2 separate regions of the Oryctolagus cuniculus genome follow, and region 1 is linked to region 2. The links are chromatin contacts, called in public Micro-C maps. All regions are on one chromosome and are shown on one strand. Each heading gives the region's core, a stretch centred on a gene start, on an enhancer-like site or on the middle of the called end of the contact. The rest is flanking DNA. Distances are from core to core; before and after follow the strand shown. Region 1 holds the start of FNBP1L (formin binding protein 1 like). Region 2 holds the start of BCAR3 (BCAR3 adaptor protein, NSP family member).

The links. A called contact is a pair of places that touch in the nucleus more often than the background predicts.
Region 1: a contact with region 2 is called in a Micro-C map of ear pinna, with 3 times the contacts expected there. The contact joins the promoter of FNBP1L here to the promoter of BCAR3 in region 2. A contact is called at or near these places in 3 of 6 Hi-C or Micro-C datasets (ear pinna, psoas muscle and an unstated tissue).

The regions. Positions count from the first base shown.
Region 1 is chr7:77,213,587-77,217,004 of mOryCun1.1, forward strand. FNBP1L (formin binding protein 1 like) reads right to left here and starts at 1,793. Exons shown (of 15, transcript XM_017346074.3): 1 at 1,558-1,793. The coding sequence starts at 1,581.
Region 2 is chr7:76,793,993-76,797,412 of mOryCun1.1, forward strand. BCAR3 (BCAR3 adaptor protein, NSP family member) reads left to right here and starts at 1,553. Exons shown (of 17, transcript XM_051857484.2): 1 at 1,553-1,691; 2 at 2,860-3,006. TRNAR-UCU (transfer RNA arginine (anticodon UCU)) reads right to left here and starts at 1,100; the gene lies at 1,016-1,100. It overlaps MIR760 (microRNA mir-760), which reads right to left and starts at 1,819; the gene lies at 1,760-1,819. It overlaps LOC103350121 (a long non-coding RNA gene), which reads right to left and starts at 1,692. Exons shown (of 3, transcript XR_001794503.3): 1 at 1,556-1,692.

The sequences.
Region 1 (3,418 bases), core at 543-3,042, 420 kb after region 2:
ACTTTAGCTTCCTGGAAGTGTGGATAATTTAAGTATGTAGTGGTAAAAATATTTTCAAACTATAAAGAAACATAAAATAAAGCTATGCCACCTTCTTTCATGGATGACACACTATAATCAATGATTACACAAAGCAAAAGGGAAATGATCAATACTGCTTGAGAACCCAGTCAATATAAAAGTTAAAGTTACATAGCCCATTTACTCTACAATGTTCCCCAACATACGAACAATTAATGTTATCTACAAAACAGAGAGGCTCTCCAGGCATCGTGCTGTGCTTACAAACCGACAAGCACTTGTCCAGAATCCTGCAGCAGGCTGATGTGGCCGCTAAGGAGGTGTCTCACACGAGGAACTCTTTCAGCTCTAAATTCCACAGGCTGCGAGTGAGGTGAAAAATACGAAATCATTCTGCCCTTCAATCGATCGACCTGCTCTCACTCCCACCCTAACAATGCACAGACTCGCACAAGTGCAAGCTCTCTCTCCCCTTTCTCTGCAGTGATTTCACCAGATCCTCGCAAACAAAAGGCACGGAAAATATGCACAGGTGGGATAAAAAGGGGAGTGGCTGAGGCCAGGCCGCCCCCGGGACAGCGCCCCCACGCCGCCGGCTTCCCCGGCCGGCCGCAGCAGAGAAATCACTGCCCGCCGCACCTCCACCCTGCTTGGCGGCGGCCGGTCCTCCGACCTATCACGCCCCACCCGCACCTTGGCCAGACCACGGGCATTGTCTGGAGCCTCCAGCGCTCAAGACAGGCAAGGCGGAAAGAGAAAAGGAAAAGGGGCGAAATAAAGACCGAATGGGGAATAGAGCAACCGGAGAGCCGAGCGGCTCCTTTAGGCAGCATTAGCTTCCTTCTGGCAAAATCAGTCGACGCCCGATTTCATTCAGGTCCCCGGCCCACCAGCCGAGTGCCCCCTAAGCTCTGCCCGTCCCGAGCACGGGGGCAGGGAGGGGAATGGGCGTGTAGCTTGGGCCTGGCTGGCCGGAGGCCGGGCTGCGAACAAAGCCGCCCAGCTCCCCTTACCTGGGGCTGGGGCGGCGCCTCCCGGCTCCCCGCGCCGTCCCGGCTCGGCGACGCCTCAGCCCTGCGGCCCCTGGCCGCGAGGGGGGTCACGGCAGGCCCCTTCCCCACTCGCGAACAGCGCCCCTTCGGGACAATGGGCCCCCTCCCCCGCCTCCAGGCGGGGAGATACAAAGGGAGAGAAGCGCGGCCCGGCGCGGAGCCAGGCGCCCGGAAAGTGAAGGCGGAGGAGGGAAAAGGGAAGGAGAGGATCGCGGCGGACGCCGAGCCCGCGGGCCGCCCCGCCGACAGTGCGGGGCGCTGCCCCAGAACCCCGCGGCAGCGGCAGGGGCGGGCGCGCCAGCTACCGCCCCCTCGACCCCCCGGCGAGGTCTGCACACAAAGACGAGCGTGGACCCTCACCCTCCGCCGGCGCCGGGGCGCGGACGGCCCAAGGCGCCCTGGCCGCCGACGGTCAGCGGCGCCCGCCCAGCCCGCGCCTCCCGGGAGCCACGGTCGTCGCGGGGCGCACCGCTCCCCGACTCACCCACAGCTCCGTGCCCCAGCTCATGGCGGAACCCGAGGCGGCTCGGACCGTCTGGCTGCCCCGCTGTCCGTTCGTCGGCTCCGCCGTCAGTCTGTCCGACCTCCCGCTCGCTGCCTGGCGGGCGCGCGGCTCAGCGGCTCTGCCTCGAAAGCTGCCGCCAGCGCCGGGCTCCCCAGTGAGTGAGAAAGACGCGACTGGAGAAGCCGCCGCCGCGTCCCCGCCTCCCGGAGTCGGGGGGGGGGGGGGGGGCCGGGGCCGAGGGGAGGCGGGACGCCGAGCCGGGAGGGGGCAAGACGCGGTGCACTGTGGGATCGGGGCGGACCCGCGCGCGGCTGGCCGCGGTCGGAGGGGTCCGCGCGCGAACGTGTCTGCCGTCAGCCCCCGTCACGCGTGGGGTCTCCGGCCGCCTGCCCCTCGGGACGCGGACAGTCCCTTCCGTCGCCGCCGCTCAGATCCCTGTCTCCCAGATGGAAAGGGAGGAAAGGAAAAGACGCCCACTGCCCCTGTTACCTCACCTCTGCTCTGAGCCCCAGTAGGCGAAGCAACTCCAGTCTACACCTTCCTGCCTCTTAACTCCACAAAAGCCTTGGAATTAGAGAATTGTGTGTGTGGTGTGTGTGTGTGTGTTTTAAAATAACTGTAATTAAAAACAAGCGGTTAAGAGGATCTCTCAGTTCGAGCCTGATTTGCCACCTCACGTTTCTTGGGAATCACCACAATGTGTAGAGGCTGAATGTCAAATTCCATTGCTACCTACCTGATACTCTTTTTAATTTAAAATATTTTTTATTTTATTAAGTTTTGTCAAGAAATCATAAAAAGAAACAAAATGCCCAGTAATGGTTTGGCAATGTTGAATATTGCCATGACCTGAAATGGAAGATGTGGACTAACGTGAGCCCGGCTGTCGCCCGCGGGGGACCAGGAGCTTGTCCGATGCCCGGGAGTGGGCTCTTCGTGGATGGGGGTTGGGTGGCAGCCAGACGACCCTTTCCAGCATCTGGGGTCTGTCACTTCAGAAAATGGGAGCCTTGGAGGAGAAACCGCAGAGTTCCTTCTCTGCCTCGCTCCGTCGACAAGTTGGGCTGGTGCTGGGTGGATGTCGGGCACAGTATGTTTAGCAACTCCCCAACATATGCTTTAGTATTAATTGCTTCCCTCCTAAAACACACACACACACACACACACACACACACACACTTTGCAATCCAGTCAACTAATAGAGCGCTCCTCGGGGCGTGCTGACTGCTGGGCTCCAGGCTCTGGGTCTGCATTTCCGACTCCTCGCTTGCCCGGCCTGCACAGGGGCCCCAGTCCCCTGCCCGTTTCCGCGGGTCCTTGCCTAGCCGCTGCCCCTGGGGGTGGAGCCAAACAGCAGGAGCTCTCCTGACACACCTGGCACCGCGCTGGCTGAATTCTTCGCTGTCGTTCTCTGAGGCCAGCTTGAGCATACACTCTTCTTCAACTGGGTTATGGCCAATTTTTAAATGTGTATTTGTGCCATACAGTGAAAGTCTGGGAAGCCTCAACTGAACATCTTCTGATATTTTTCTATACAGACACTATTTCATATAGAATTTCTTCCAGGTTATTTATGTCACCTAGCACTACCGACTCCCTCTCTCCTCTCCTATCCCCTTCTCTCCTCTCCTCGTCTCTCAGTGGCTCACTAGACTTTATGAATGTTTAGCAAACACAAGTAACATTAATTAGTAAAGGAAACTATATTTATTAACTGCAGGTCTCATTACTTAGAATCACTCCAGTACTAAAAATGTGTGTTATCTAAAGTAGATAAAAATTAAGACATAGGAGCATAACTGAAATATGCTTTCCCTTTCAAAAGTAAAATACAAGGAGT
Region 2 (3,420 bases), core at 303-2,802:
TCCTCCTGCAGATACACTCACACTTACATACAACTCAATATAAACAAGGACGCTGAAGCACTGTAGGCGATAGGAAAATACCGGACACTCAAATGTCCAAGCCTCAGGAACTGTGAAATGATTATGCTACACAGGTACAACAGCACAAAGCAGTTCTGCGTGTTAATAAATGAAACAAGCATGGCATGGCATTTTAAATACATTATTACATGTATCAGCACTGACAGAGGCAATAAACATAAAAACGCTAACGTGCATGAATCTGAAAATATTTCCAAAAACTCATGATCACATGGCCTGTGGGGCGAACTGCAAGGCGAGGATAGAGGAAAAACATGGATAATTGTTTCTCCCCCTACCTTTTGTGATAATTCTGTTTTGTTGTTGTTGTTGTTGTTGTTGTTGTTGTTTTGTCTTTTGTACGCATTACCTGTTTTTGCTCATTGCAATTCCATTCATTTTTTTTTTTTAAATCTGTTCGCGTTTAGTGACGTGGAACCCTTAAACCACGTGTAAGGCTGGCTGTGTCACGAGAGGTGCCGCCGAGGGCCCACAGGCGGGGTGGGCCTGGCACCTCCTGGCACAGGAATCGGGAGGTCTCGTCAGGAACACCGGTTCCCGGGCCCCACCTCAGCCGGACCGCACGGAGAGTCCCGGCCTGGCGCCCGGAAACCTGCAGCGCCGCCGGGCCGCGCTCACTTTGCAGCCCGGGTTTGGGGGGCCGGTGAGCCGGCACGCGCAGCGTCCCCCGAGCCCCGGGCCTGCCGTCGCCGTCGCCTCCTTTTGCTCCCCGCCGCCATCTGGGGACGCTCTTCTCAGGACCCGGATCCGCGCCGCCTCTCAGCCACTGCGGTCGCGGAGCCCCAGGGGGAGCGGGAGCCCGCGAGCCGAGAAAAGCCGAACGTAGCGGGGAGAGAGCAGGGAGCGGTGAGGGCGGGTGAAGCTGTTTAAGAAAAGCAGGCGAGCAACGACGGAGGTAGAAAGGAAATTCTGGGGAGAAAAAAAAAAAAATCCTCGACTCCGCCGGGACTCGAACCCGGAACCTTTGAATGCCTTCAGCCTCTAGAAGTCCAATGCGCTATCCATTGCGCCACGGAGCCACCTGTTGGAGTCTCCGCGCATCTGCCATATTAAGCCAGAGGCGACGGCCTCGCGCCCTTCCCACCACCCCCTCAGTCTTCTGTGTCGCCGGGGCCGGCCGCTGTGCACAAGGGGCTGCCAGCCGGCGCAGCCGCCTCTAACGCGGGCCTCGGGCGCCGCTCGCTTCTCCCGGAGGCCGACGAGCCCCGAGAGCGAAGCCCGCCGCAGTCTGCCGCTACCGGTCGGTCGCTCGGAGAGCAGCCAAAGGCCGTCTCCGACCCGCCCCTGCCTAGCCCTACGAACCTCGGCTGCGCCCTTTCCTCCCCGGCTCCCTTCCTGCCCCGAGCGCCCCCGCCCACCACCAGGTCTCTCCGGCCGCAGTCCCCGACCGGCCTGGCCCCGGAGACAGAGGCCCGAGCCGGCCGGCCGTTGCGCCGTTAAGCCGGGCCGGTGGCGCCGGGCACTTACGTCGCACCTTTGAGTGGCCGATGCCCAGCGGCTGCCCCTCGGACTGCGGGGCGTAGACAGAGCCCCTTCTCCGGCCCCGGCTCTTCCCTCGCGGCCGGCAGCCCGGACCTGCCCCTGCGAGCGCGGGCCGCGGCGACGTCTGTGTGCGTGCTTATGCGTGTTTATTTACGCGGGGGTTCGGAAAAAAAAGGGGGGGTTTGGGTTGCATTTCGCTCCCCACAGACCCAGAGCCGAATTTCTGAGGTATCCGGGCTCTGGTGGACTGAGGGGGGCGACGCGCCCCCGGGGCCGCAGCATCCTCCGACAGCCTGTGCGAGCGCCAGGGGCTACCTGCAAGGGCGCCGCGCAGCCGCCCCAGTCCGCGCGCCCGGGGCTCGCGGCTGCGTGGGCGGCAGCCAGGAGGGGGACGGCGCGCGTGGGAGCGCTGCGAGCATGCGTGTGCCGGCGTGTGAGGTCGAGGGCGCGCGCCCGAGCGCCGCCGCCGCCGCTGCGGGGCTTCCTGGTGCTGCTGCTAAGGAGGGCGCGGCCGGCTCGACCCCGAGAGGTGGGGGGTGGGGGACGGGCAGCGGGTCTCCAGTGCCCCCTAAACCCCACAAGCGCGACCCCGAAGCCGCTCGAAAGAGACGATGTAAATGAAAGCTGGGTGGTTGCTACGCAACCGCCGCCGAGCGCGGAACGGTGGCTGGCTCGCCGCTCCAATCAGCGCGCGGCCCTGCCGGCCGCCTGCACGGCCGTCGCCGAGCCGCCGCGGGGCGCGCTCCTCAGGCTGCAACACCGCCCACTTCTGCAGCGAAGCGGGCTAGCCTCAGCCCACCCTGTGGTTTTCCTCCCTGCCCGGAGTCACCAGGCATCAAAGTGCTCACCCCAGGAAGAGCCTGGCGTGGTTGGGATCTTTGCATTCTTGTTTAACAATCCCGCAGCCGTGCTGGCGCGGGTGCTATCGTCCCCTTCTTAAAGAAGGAAAACTGCAGCCGAAAGAGGTTAAATCAGCCGTGTAGGGGCACCCAGCTGGTGAGTGTGGAGATCTGTGAAAGGTCTGAGAGTGTTAGCTTTCACAGTTTCGGGAATGCTGACAGAACACACTACACTCGGGTCAGAGACGAGAGACTGTTGTAACAAAATTAACCAGAGCATTGGCAGGTTTGTGTTGATTACCTAAATTACCCCGATTCTTACAGGAAAGATGCATGTGGGTCCCGAGGCTTTGCTTGCACACAAAATAGGTTGCCTTCAGGAGAGGAACGCGGAGCTTAGGGAATCCACGATTTGAGAGTGAGCAGCGGTAGCAAGCCTGTTCTTTGTTCCATGCAGAGACATTACCTCATCCCTCAAGACTGCACGCTACGAACACAACCCCTTGAGAAATGGCCCAAGTACAGAGTTGATCAGAGCTGTACATTCTTGGCACAGGCAGCGACAGCGTGCACAGACCCTAATGGTGAACTGCCTCGACAAACAGTAAGTGAAAGGGCCCTGATTGATACCAGGCCTGTTTCTTTCCACCCGCACATAAACAAGGTTCCTTGGAAGCAAGCATTTTATGTGTAATGTTGTTATGCCCCCTCTCATGATATAAAACAAATGTCTTTGCATTGCACGCAGGAAGAATTCTCACAATGGACGAAATTAGGCCTTAAAGTAGAAGATGGCTTAAAATCGTGTTTAGCAGTATTTAAACAAATCTTGACTGAATGCTGCAATGCACCAGGCACTGATCCACTGATCATTGGGGTTTCTCACAGCCCAAAGGGGGAAGAGATGCTCAGCGTCCCTGTGGGAAAACCATAAAGGAATTCTGCCTGGTGGTGTTGGAGCCAAATCTCGAATGATGAGGAGTCACAGATACGGCTAAGCAGCAGTTCAGACTCATCT